Regions from separate parts of the Callithrix jacchus genome. Here region 2 is linked to region 1. Evidence: chromatin contacts called from public Hi-C data. All regions are on one chromosome and are shown on one strand. Each heading gives the region's core, a stretch centred on a gene start, on an enhancer-like site or on the middle of the called end of the contact. The rest is flanking DNA. Distances are from core to core; before and after follow the strand shown.

Region 1 (6,293 bases), core at 2,162-4,661:
TTGTTAAAAAAAAAATAAAGAAGAAGGGTAAAGCATAGGGCTGCCTCCTGGGTTTGAGGGAGCTGGGGATGGAGAGACAAGGGTACCCTGCTCTGTACCAAGTACCTTGTCAATATCACCCGACCCACGTGGTTGGTGAGAGTGGCCCCATTTATCAATGAGGGAACAGCCTAAAGTGAACAGCTAGGAAAGGACAGAGGTGGGTCTCCCGCCAGCTCTGTGTTATGCCGAAGCCCATGCACTTTCCACTACCCCACCCTGCCTCCTACTGAGCAGGGCTAGGCCAGGTGCTGGGAGTCCTGCAGATCAAGGTCAAATGCGGAACTTCCCAGGACAGCAGGGAAAGGCTGTGTCTGGAGTGTGCACACAATGAAGTGAAGCAACTGGTAATAGTCCATGCAAATATCTTCTAGGCCTGCCTGGAATAATCGCCGGGTTGACAAAGCACCGTTAGAGGCAGGAAGAGGCCCTGCTATGATGTCGGGTCCACCATCCACAGACTCTGCAACTATCAGAGAGCCCTTAGCCCGAGTTTCTGTGTAAATAACATGGGGACACAGACTAGCCTTTCAGGCTTAAACAAATGGGACACCCACGGCACTCAGCCTGGCATTGGTGTCTCCTGAGTATTAGTTATTTGTATCATTAGGTGCTAGTGATTGCCATGACAATGCTGGGAGGTAGGGGATAATAAAGAGCCGAACTGTAGCCCAGCAACAGACAGTAAAAGCAGAGTTCCAAGTCATGGAACTGGAGATGAGAGGGCGGGGGCTGAGCTTGAGTGGGGCCCCAGTTCCTGCTCTTGCTGACAGTTTCCTCCCAGCCTGAACCAACCTCAGTGGCTACACTCACTCCCCTACACTTATCCCGTTAAGGAGCCTCATCCCCCCTCCCCGCTGTGTCGTTGTATGCTGCAGGCAACACAGGCAGCGCTGGCCTCGGAGGAGCCCCGGGTAGCCCGGCTGCAGGCCCAGCTGAAGGAGCTCATGGTCTTCCCCCACGACCTGCAGCCGCTGTCCAACAGCGTCGTGGCTGCCATCCGGGAGTATCAGAGGTATCTGGGAAGGCCGAGGGCGGTGGGACTCAGGGTGTGCTGGAACCCACGTCTCCCCATCTCCAGAAGGCGGGCTTGCTTTCTCCTGCAGCCTAGGAACTTCTAAATCATTCTCTGCACCTCTCAGTGACGGGCTTTTACAGGTTCTCACTTGGCTCAGACACTGTCCTGTTTGACTGTTTTGCATTTGCTCGAAGAAAGAGGCCTGAACTTGCATTTATCCAGGCTAGTGGCCCAGCCACCCATCCGGTCATGACTCTTTATGCAGATTAGCATTGGGGAGCGGTGATGGCCCAAAGGGAGGGCTTTCAATTTTCCATCCCCCTGCCTTCTGACGCTGACTTCAACATCTGAGTGTCTCCAGATCAGCCTCCACCTGCCCCGCAGCCCCTGGGCTCAGGCACAGCAAGGCCTCCAGCTTCCATTTAACATCTACAGATAATTTTTCAAATAGAATGTCCAGTACCAAGTCATAGGTAACCAGTACCTGAAACCTCGGTAAGAGAAACCAGAGGGAGAGGAAGACCCTTGGCCACTCTGTCTTTGCCTTCAGCAAAGGGTCTTCAGTCTAAAGACCCTTCAGGCCACTCTGTATCCTCTCTGTGCAGAACCGAGCAAAGTGTTGATTTGAAATCTGTTACCTGTCTTTGCTGCATGAGCCTCAGAGGTGTTCTGAACATAGCACAACTTTCCCCGTGGCTGTCGGGCATCTCCTATCTTTGCCTGGTACCAGGAGCTCCCACCTTTGCTGTGTGTCTCTCATCCCACAGCATGCTCAGGCCCACATCTATAAAATAGGGGCAGTGGCCTGGATCCCCTGTGGGATGCTAAGGTAGGGGTAGGGCTGGGCTTGGGGGTTGGATTTCCTGTGCACGAAGCGGGCAGGGAGACAGAGTGGCTAAGGGTCTTCCTCTCCCTCTGGTTTCTCTTACCGAGGTTTCGGGTACTGGTTACCTATGACTTGGTGCTGGACATTCTATTTGAAAAATTATCTGTAGAAATTAAATGGGCCTAGGATGACGGTATCTTATTTAAGAAAGGGTTTGGTTTGCTTCTTCCAGGTGCCTGGGGGCAGGCAGGACTGGTCTAGGGTCTCCATGATTTATCCTCAGGGCCTGTAGTTCCCTGGTCTGTTTGACTGGCTTGCAGTGCACTTTCATCCTGAAGGCATGACCTTTGCGATGCCAGCTTCACGTGAGGCGCGGTTTTCAGAATCTGCCTGTCTTTGATAGGCCCCTCTCCTGAGAGGCTGCCAAAGCCCTAAATCAGTTTTGCAGCTCTTTCTTCCAGATTGGCAAATGTCCTCAGGGTCGAAGTAGCTTTGGCTGTTAGACTCACATTTCTATTATTTGTTTTTTAAAACTTTGATCAGGCAATTTTTTTTTGTCTTTTGTTTTTGTACTCAGTGGGAAGGCCAGTCTGAATTAATTTTCTTCCGTGACTGGAAGAATAATGTCTCCATGTGTCACCTCATGTAACACTTAGAATGATTGTATGAGAGGGGTGCCCTTTTCAGAGGCAAGAAAGCTAAGACTTATTAATGTTGAGCCCCTTAAGGTCCCATAGCTGGCTCCAAACTCCCAGCTCTTTATAACTACTATAGAATCAGAGAACACTTATTCCTCTTATTTATGTATGTATTTATCTGGAGACAGGTGTCGCTTTGACACCTAGGTTGGAGTGCAGTGGTGCAATCAGAGCTCACTGCAACCTCAAACGCCTTGGCTCAAGCAATCCTCTTACCCCAGCCTCCCGAGTAGCTAGGACTACAGGCATGCACCATGATGCCCAGCTAATTTTAAAATATTTTTTGTAGAGATGGGGTCTTGCTATGTTGCCCAGGCTGGTCTCATACTCCTGGCCTCAAGTGATCCTCCTGCTTTGGCCTCCCAAAGCGCTAGGAGTACAGGTGTGAGCCACCGTATCCTGCCCATGCATGCAAATTATATAAGAGCCTACAGGTCCCAGGGAGCCCCAGTGTCTGTTCTCAGGAAGACCCCAGGCCTGCAACTGATGCTTTTTCATAGTGATATTAACCAAAGTTCCTTCCAACTACATCTTGTAACTACTACTGCAGACACCCCCAGCAACTGAGATAGGAGAGAGCCCACCCTGGGAGCAGCGAGCAGCACACACTGGGCCTTTTGAGGGTCTCAGCAGAGGCCCCACCCCTGGACTGAAGCCACTCTCTCTCCTCCCTCATTTTCTCCCTCCACGGTCCTCACAGCCTGAAGGGGAAGAGTGCCAGGCTGCGCAATGCTGCCGGGGTGGAGCTGTGGCAGCATTTCCAGCGGCCTCTGCAGGATCTGCAGCTGTGGAGGGCCCTGGCCCAGCGGCTCTTGGAGGTCACTGCCAGCCTGCCGGACCTGCCTTCCCTTCACACCTTCCTGCCCCAGATCGAGGTAACCATGGTCCTGCCAACGGGTTGTGACTGGGGTGGGCCACTGGTGGGGCATCGCGTTTCAGCCTCTCTCCCAGGGGAAGGTCCATTGCCGGATCTTCCGGATATCTGGGGAGAGCTCCCGTCTGCTGAGTCCTGGTGCACAGGGAGTGACTATGCTTGCTTGTTACAGTGGCAAAGGTCAGCTTGGCTCCTGGGCAGGAGGTGAAGCCGCCTGGGGTTAACCCGGGGTTCCGTACGGACGCTCCCCGCCCGCAAGCATCTCCCAGGTGGAGGCATCAGCAGTCCTGAGAGAGCAGCGTTATCAGGCCATTGCCTTTACTGTGGCTACAAGTGGCGGGAAATCTGACCTGAGCTGTGGTGGCTTAAAACAGCGACATTCAGGCAGTCCAGGGTGCCAGGCCACAGCTCAGCGGTGTCACCAGGACCAGGCCCTTTGTAGATCTAAGCCAAGTCCCCCTTCATGGCCCCAGCATGGCTGCTATGGCTCCAAACATGCACCTCCCATGAACAACTGGCTCTGGACAGAGCCCGCGGCGCACGGGGTCCTCTCCACCTCCACTTCTGCCTTTCAAATCCTTCCCTGACCTGCACACTCCCCTTACTTGGCTCATTGGCCAGTCAAGGTCATATGACTCTTCCCGGACCAATCACTGGCAAGGATGATGGGATCGCTGTAACTTGTTTGTACCAATTAGACTCAGCGCCCAGGAGCTGAGCCCTTTGCATCCCAAAATGCTGGTTGTTTGGAAAGAGAGAAGGAGGAATGGCTGTGGGATAGGCAGCAGACAGCATCTGCCATGATGCCCATCACTACTGTGTGCCCAGTGTGCCTGTACATACTGCCTTTGGCATCATTGAACTCGGAAGTCCGTCCAATGATTTTGTGTCTAGAGATTCTTAGACACAAAGAGTGGGAAAAGGCTCAAACGTGAGATGTAAGTCCCCATTTATGTCAATGTTCATTCTAATTATAAAGGGCATACCTACCTGGACAGCGTAATGGTGTGTGAAGAAGAAAACAAAAAGCTCCCATAATCCCACGGGCCACAGGGACGAACATGTCGGGGCAATTTCTCCATTGCTTTTTCTGCCACCTTGGTATTACGTGGGAGAACCAATAACCAGGGTTGGCCCCTGCTCACCGTTGGGTTTACTACTTAGCCATGTGCCTGCATTTCAAAACGTCTACATTTGCGATTTTCCACTTAGGGCTTATGTTGGAACAAGAATTTGTTTTCTTCTTCACTTTTGTTTTATTTTGTTTTGTTACGTTTTTTGGAGACCAAGTCTCATTCTATCACCCAGGCTGATAGAATGAAAGTGCAGAGGTGCGATCCCAGCTCACCGCAACCTCTGCCTCCTGGGTTCAAGTGATTTTCCTGCCTCAGCCTCTCAGGTAGCTGGGATTACAGGCATGCGTCACCACACCCAGCTATTTTTTTGTATTTTTAGTAGAGATGGGGTTTCACCATGTTGCCCGGGTTGGTCTCGAACTCCTGATCTCAAGTGATCCACCAGCCTCGGTCTTTCAAAGTGCTAGGATTACAGATGTGAGCCAGCACGCTTGGCCTCTCTTCATAATTTTTAAGCTGCAAGGCATGACTTTTCTTTCCAAGGGTCCAGTGGGCCCCTTCTCCCACCCCCATGCTCCAAAGGATGATTCCATCTTTATTAGGCAGGGCATCCTGGAGTGAATTTCTTATGTGCCACAAACCTCAATTTTAGGTCAGAAGATCCCAGATCTATCCTTTATATCTGATGAAATCCATTTAGATATTTTCGTGAGAGATCGAGACCATCCTGGTCAACATGGTGAAACCCCATCTCTACTAAAAATACAAAAAATTCGCTGGGCATGGTGGCGCGTGCCTGTAGTCCCAGCTACTCAGGAGGCTGAGGCAGGAGAATTGCCTGAACCCAGGAGGCGGAGGTTGCGGTGAGCCGAGATAGCGCCACTGCACTCCAGCCTGGGTAACAAGAGTGAAACTCCATCTAAAAAAAAAAAAAAAAGATATTTCCATGAGATATGGTCACCAAGACACAGAAGATTTAATTGTAATTTTTGTGTATTTGGATTCAAGTTCTGTAATTGCATATTCTGATATTTTCACGCCACACATTTGAGCTTTTTTTTCTCAGCATCATTTAAAATCATTCAAATAAAAGTGATCATTTTCAATGGCCGGATAATATTCTGTTTTGGAGTATGCCATAATTTAATGTATCCATGATTCGAGGTTTAGGTTGTTTTTGATTTTTGTCATAATTTACATATTTTGAATATGCACATGTAGTTTTGTTTCCATTTCTACCATGATCACCCTCATTTATTTTTTTATTTTTATTTTTTTGAGTTGGAGTTTCGCTCTTGTTAACCAGGCCGGAGTGCAATGGCACGATCTCGGCTCACCATAACCTCTGCCTCCTGGGTTCAAGCAATTCTCCTGCCTCAGCCTCCCGAGTAGCTGGGACTACAGGCACATGCCACCATGCCCAGCTAATTTTTGTATTTTTAGTAGAGACGGGGTTTCACCTTGTTTGACTAGGATGGTCTTGATCTCTTGACCTCATGATCCACCCGCCTCAGCCTCCCAAAGTGCTGGGATTACAGGCGTGAGCCACCGTGCCCGGCCCAATTGCCCTCATTTTTGCAGATGAGGGATCAGATCCAGAAAAACTATTTGGCAAAAGAGGAAACTGAGGCTCAGAACTGCCTGTGGCTTCCCAGCTAGTACATAATCCAGACTCATGATCTCAACTCCCCAGCCTAAACTCTTCTGTGATATGGTGTCTGGGCTTGGTGGAAAGGGGGTAAGACTTCCTTACAGTGAGGCT
Region 2 (6,293 bases), core at 1,950-4,449, 76 kb before region 1:
AATAACAACTGCGCACACACACACACACATTTATTTTAGCTTGCCAATAACAACTGCGCACACACACACACACACAGTTTATTTTAGCTTGCCAATAACAACTGCGCACACACAAACACAAACACACACGCAGTTTATTTTAGCTTGCCAATAACTACGCACACACACACATACAAACACACAGTTTATTTTAGCTTGCCAATAACAACGCACACACACACAAATACACACGCAGTTTATTTTAGCTTGCCAATAACAACTGTGCACACACACATACACACACACACACACGCAGTTTATTTTAGCTTGCCAATAACTGCGCACACACAAACACACACATGCAGTTTATTTTAGCTTGCCAATAACTGCGCACACACAAACACACACACACGCAGTTTATTTTAGCTTGCCAATAACAACTGCGCACACACACACACAAACACACACATGCAGTTTATTTTAGCTTGCCAATAACAACTGCGCACACACACATACACACACACACACACAGTTTATTTTAGCTTGCCAATAACAACTGCGCACACATACAAACACACGCAGTTTATTTTAGCTTGCCAATAACAACTGCGCACACACACACACATACAAACACACACACACAGTTTATTTTAGCTTGCCAATAACAACTGCGCACACATACAAACACACGCAGTTTATTTTAGCTTGCCAATAACAACTGCGCACACACACACACATACAAACACACACATACACACACAGCTTAAGGTTATGTTAAAAAAAAGAATACTCCTTTATGCCAGGTAAACATTCTGTTATGTACATCACAGTTCATGGAAGACCCCTTGGAAATACCTAGTACATTTCATTAGGTGGTGAGGGACTGAATAATATTGGTGTAAAGTTGAATTTTTCTAACTATACACCAAGTGGGCTTGATGAGAGCTCAGCTGACGATAGGTCACAAAGGGCTGTCCATAAGTTGGTTCTGCAAATGCTGACGTCAGCCCAGGACACAAAGCGGCATCAAAGAGTACAACCACCTCACTCATCCTACTGCCCAGCCCTGCTTCACAGTGCTTGGGGACCAGAATTCCTGCAGGGAGTGTATGCATTGTCATTTTGTCGATTTATTCCTCCCCCCCTCCCCACCACCCCACACACACTAGGCCATCAGCTTCTAGTTGGGTAGGATTCATTTTTGTAACCTGGTGCCCTAGTGCCATCCCTGGGACTTACTATATGTTCAATACATAATTCTTGTATAAAGACTACATTATATAAATCCCAAATGGTGTGGAACTCATCATATTGACCACAGGTGCCACAGGAGGTAGAGAAACATTCAGTGATATGTCCACAGGCTCTGCACTAAACAGGATACAGAGTGGAGTCAGAAGCTCCCAAATCCTCTCAGTCCTGTGATGGGGACAGATGCAAGAATGAAACATGAGAACTGGAGAGGGGAATGGGGCTCTGGGAAAAGCTCAGTGAGCGCTAAGGGATGCGGAAAGCTCAGTAGAGGAGTGACCCTTGAGCTGAGTTTTGAAAGAGTAAAGTGCCTCTATATAAACGGGAGGGACATTCCAGGAAGAGGGAGCAACCAGGGCAAAGGCAAAAGGCCCCTGGGCCTGCTGGGGAAATGCCAGGCCATTTCTTGAGAAGTACAGGATTGGACATAGCTGAGGTAAGGACAGATGGCAAGGCCTTAGGCTCTCCTCTGGATGCGGGAAGGTCCCAGGAGGAGTGTAAGCTGTGGAGGGCTTGAGAGATCACCTTTGCAGGAGAGTTGAGGATGGATTGTAGGTGCCCGAGCTGCCAGGGCCACTTAGGGTCATCAGATTTAACCTTTGGGGTGGGAGGCATGGGGGAAGGGCACCGCATCAAGCTGAGTTCTTGGAAGGTAAGGATGGCAGTGTCTGGTGACTGGCTGACTGTGGGAGGAAGAAGGAAAGATTCAGGTTTATTCCCAGGGTTTTGCTTAGCCACGGACTACACTTGCTGATTCAGGGAATACAGGGAGGGGGAAGGAAGATTGGAAAGGTAGGGTCATGTATTACTTTTGAGCATTTCTATTTCCAGGTGCCTCAGGAACATCTAAATCATCAGGTTATGTGTGAAATAAAGGGAGAGAGTATGCAGATTATTGCCTCTGCAGGTCTGGATTTATTGACAAAGGAGATTTGGGGAGGGAGGGCAAGAAGGAGTGTAGAGAAGAAAGCCTGGAGAAGGCCTGTAGCTGGGGAAGGACAGGCCATGGGGAGAATTGGGAGCAAATGCTTCAGGGAAGAGGCAGTTACCAGAAGCCACAGAGGGCCTGGGCTTGGGGCTCTTGTAGTCCCAGCACTTTGGGAGGCTGAGGCAGGAGGATTGCTTGAGGCCATGTGTTCTAGACTAGCCTGGGCATCATAGGCCCCATCTCTAGAAAAAGTTGTAAAAGTTAGTTGGACACAGTGGTGTGTGCCTATAGTCCTAGCCACTTGAGAGGCTGAGGTGGGAGGATGACTTTGGCCCAGGAGTTTTAGACAGCAGTGAACTATGATTGTACCACTGCACTCCAGCCTGGGCAACAGAACAAGACTGTCTCTTTAAAAAAAAAAAAAGCCACAGAGAGAAGCCAAGTAAGGGCACAGGGTCTCTTGGATTTGGTAATGGGGGTAAACAGTGTGGGCTGATGCAATCAGTGTTTGCTGACCTTGGGCACTTCACTGAGCCTCTAAGGGGCTCTGCAACACGTTGGAGTTGGGCCAGTAAATCTGTCATTTTTGTCTCTGTGTGAACTTTGTTGTAGGCCATCTCTGTAGTTGGTGAACAGAGCAGATGGAGTCCAGTCATTTTGCACAAACATTTCCGTTTGGATGATGACAAGCTTGACTGCCGAAGCTGGTGCACTCATCCCGTCGGCATGGTGCTAGCCGAGACCTCTGAAATACCCAAGGACACCAAGATGTGTGTGCCACCTTCTCTCTTGCCTTTATAGCAGTTGCTTCTGTCTGCTGAATAGGGCTTTCCAATTAACCAGGAGGGACATTTAGTGACACTGGCAGGTTTCCTCTGTATACCAAATCTACAACTTCAAAGAAGAAATTGAAGATAAAAATTCTTTGAAACCTTAGGCCAGGTGCTGCAGCTATTACAGTTGCAAGGACTTGTGGCAGTCGGTTGGAAAACGTTTCTTCTGCATGTGTTCAGTGCCAGCTGTTGGCAGTAGGATTCTATGGTTTCGGAACTACCACAGTGAAACAATGTTCTCTATTAGGGAAGTGTCCTGAGCTGTCAAGAACCGTCATCAAGAGCAGCAGGTTTTGTAAGATATGTGAACCTATTTGGTACCAGCCCCTGCCACTCGGATAGAGGCTTCCCCAAAGAGCCCAGTGCCGACGGCTTACAGGGAATGGATGAGGATGGTGCAATACCCTTCATGGGTTCCGGTGCCCTAAAGAGGATGCCAAGGCCACGCCTCTGCGTGTCTGCCAGGGCTGGGCTCAGAGCCTCCCGGCTTCCTGGGCACTCTGCCTATCACATAGCACTTCTAAGGTGATCACATGTTCAGAACAGCCATCCTTGTCAAAGCAAGGAGAGGATGCTTCAGGAATTTTCAAAAACATGTCTCTAGGGATTAAAAAAAAAAAAAAAACGCAAAGCTTCATTTTCCTCCTTAGTGGGAAGTCTTCCTTACCGCCTCTTCCTGAGTTAGTGTCTGTCGTGAAGCATACTTTGGAATCAGAGTAAGTGGAGGATTTAATTTACCATGGGAGTACACATTTGCACAGAACCTCAAGTTTGTTGTGCATTTCATCATCTTTATGTGAATCTCATGACAGCTCTTACAAGGAAAACAGGAAGAACTGGCCGCATTTTATAAATGTGGAGACAGGAGGAGATGAGATGGCTCACCTCTGCCCAGCCGACTGGGGAATGCAGAGCCCAGAGAGACAGCAAGTCAGAAGATGCTGATCCAGGGAGCTTTTCACTCTGCCACCCACCCCACCATTAGAAACACCGACATTATTAAGGCTGCATTTATATTTCAAAACAAAAACAAGCAAACATGCCAGGTTCGTAATTTGCTGTTGTTTTAACCAAATGATACAGCTCAAGAGTGAGCAGCCATCAGTTCTGTGAGTGAAGAGCAAGCACACATCTTGTGTGTTTAGCAACCGAGGAGGCAGCTGAACGTGGAAGTGACTTTCCTGGTATGTCACAATTCAGAGAATACAAAACCACATTCATTATCTGAAATGGGCTCAGCTGTCTCTGTGTGCCTTATCATACAGAGCTGGGAACTTTGATGTGTGTGGTGTATGTTTGAGTGTGTGTTTTGCTGCCTATGCAGATAATCTACATAACTGGAGGCTTCAGGCTTGCTTTTTACACACACACACACACACACACACACACGACTTCTCACCTGTTACTAACACTGGTGCTGGTTTGTTTGCTGACTATTTGAATTTATCAATAACCTTGCCACAGAAGGATCAGCATAGCTAATCAGTATATGCTGTGTATGGAAAATATAACCTAAAAAACAGATTGGAATTTAATCATGACCACTATTGCTATGAGACAGAATCCACAGTGATGAAGTGTGTGGGTGCTGGGGTGAGACTTCCTGAGTGTGTCCCCGAGGTGAGTCATGTCATATCTGGGTGGTGATGGCCAAGTTTTCACCTTTTTCCCTCATTTAGAAAACAGGATGATAATAGGAGCAATCCTGAAGGGTGGGAATGAGGATTAAATTAATAATATAAGTAAAGGCTTAGAACAGTGTGTGGCCGATGGTAGGTAAGTCCTTAATAAATGTAAAATATCATTATTTCCATCATTTGAGATACCTCACACAACTCATTTTATCTAGAGGACAACTCCAAACACGCATGCCTCCACGTCTCTCTCCTGTCTCTGGATTCCTCTACAAGTCAGTTTTGTACCATGCAGTCTCACATTTGATGATATGCAGCGTTATTTAGTTACATGAATGATTTGCATGTCTTAATGTCGCTTCCCCAACAGACTGTACATTCCTTGATGGCAGGAACCATGTGACTGGCTTTTGTTAGATTTCTGCAACTCAAGAGCCAGTCCTAGGCAACTGTTGGACACTTAAACATCACTAGATGTGTTCATCATTAGGGAAAAGTAGGAAAAATCCGATGCTGTGAGTTAGTAAGTGGGTATTATATCCAACAGCTGAAACTTAAAAGGTGAAGATTTATGTTGACACAGACGTGTGTTCAAAACCTTTATAGCAGATGCATTGATAATAGACAAAAACTGGGAACAACCCAGATGCCCTTCAACAAGGGAATGGTGACCTAGCCCCTGATGCATGACACTGTGGATTGCTGCTCAGCAATGAGAAGGCGCAGACTCGACACAGTAGCCAGCCTGGGTGACGCTCCGGAGAACTACACTGAGTGGATGAGGGCAGTCCCACTGTGCGATTCCATGATTATCACATTCTTGAAATGACCAAATCATAGGAGAACAGAGGAGTGGCTGCCAGAGTTGAAGGAGGGGATGGGGAAGGAGGGAGGAGAGCATGCGGGATCCTTGTTATGGAAGTATCTTGTGTGGCGATGGTGTCTGTCAGTATGCTAGCTATGATACTGTCCCACTGTTTTGTAAGACGCTGCCACTGGGGGAAACTGGGTAAAGCATAGAGGGGACCTCTGTATGATTTCTTACAGCTGCATGTGAATTTACAGTGGTCTCAAAAGAAAACATTTTATTAAAAAAAAAAAAACCCACATACACTTAAGGTGGTTCCAACAGAAGCAGAAAGAGTAGACTGGGCTTCCCAATGGTGGAGAAACATGACAGGCCTCTTCCAGAATGATTTTATATGTTTTCTATTTTCGTTTTTTCCTTTTTTTTTTTTTGAGACGAAGTTTTGCTCTTATTACCCAGGCTGGAGTGCAATGGCGCGATCTCAGCTCACCGCAACCTCCGCCTCCTGTGTTCAGGCAATTCTTCTGCCTCAGCCTCCTGAGTAGCTGGGATTACAGGCACACGCCACCGTGCCCAGCTAATTTTTTGTATTTTTAGTAGAGACGTGGTTTCACCATGTTGACCACCAGGATGGTCTCGATCTCTTGACCTCATGATCCACCCGCCTCGGCCTCCCAAAGTGCTGGGATTACAGGCCTGAGCCACCACGCTGGACCCTTTTTTTTTTTTTTTTGAGATGGAGTCTCGCTTTGTTACTCGGGCTGGAGTACCAGAGAGGTGCCCCTGCTCAGTTGATGAGTGGCAGCTGCCCATGGGGAAGGCAACCTACCCAGAGAAGTTAATAAACCAGGGTGCTGGAT

The links. Hi-C and Micro-C count contacts between places; a contact is called where the count stands out from the background.
Region 2: a Hi-C map of induced pluripotent stem cells shows a contact between it and region 1, with 2.3 times the contacts expected there. The contact joins two enhancer-like sites. A contact is called at or near these places in 2 of 3 Hi-C or Micro-C datasets (induced pluripotent stem cells and skeletal muscle).

Annotation. Positions count from the first base shown.
Region 1 is chr8:130,247,274-130,253,566 of calJac240_pri, reverse strand. SYNE3 (spectrin repeat containing nuclear envelope family member 3) reads left to right here. Exons shown (of 21, transcript XM_078335710.1): 10 at 918-1,054; 11 at 3,282-3,456. Among named protein-coding and RNA genes, the nearest start is that of SYNE3, 87 kb to the left of the region's middle. Within about 2 kb of position 3,411, at least 2 of the 16 cell types and tissues checked have an H3K27ac peak or open chromatin away from gene starts, as enhancers often do.
Region 2 is chr8:130,322,722-130,329,014 of calJac240_pri, reverse strand. It overlaps SYNE3 (spectrin repeat containing nuclear envelope family member 3), which reads left to right. Exons shown (of 21, transcript XM_078335710.1): 4 at 2,771-6,293. Among named protein-coding and RNA genes, the nearest start is that of SYNE3, 11 kb to the left of the region's middle. Within about 2 kb of position 3,199, at least 7 of the 16 cell types and tissues checked have an H3K27ac peak or open chromatin away from gene starts, as enhancers often do.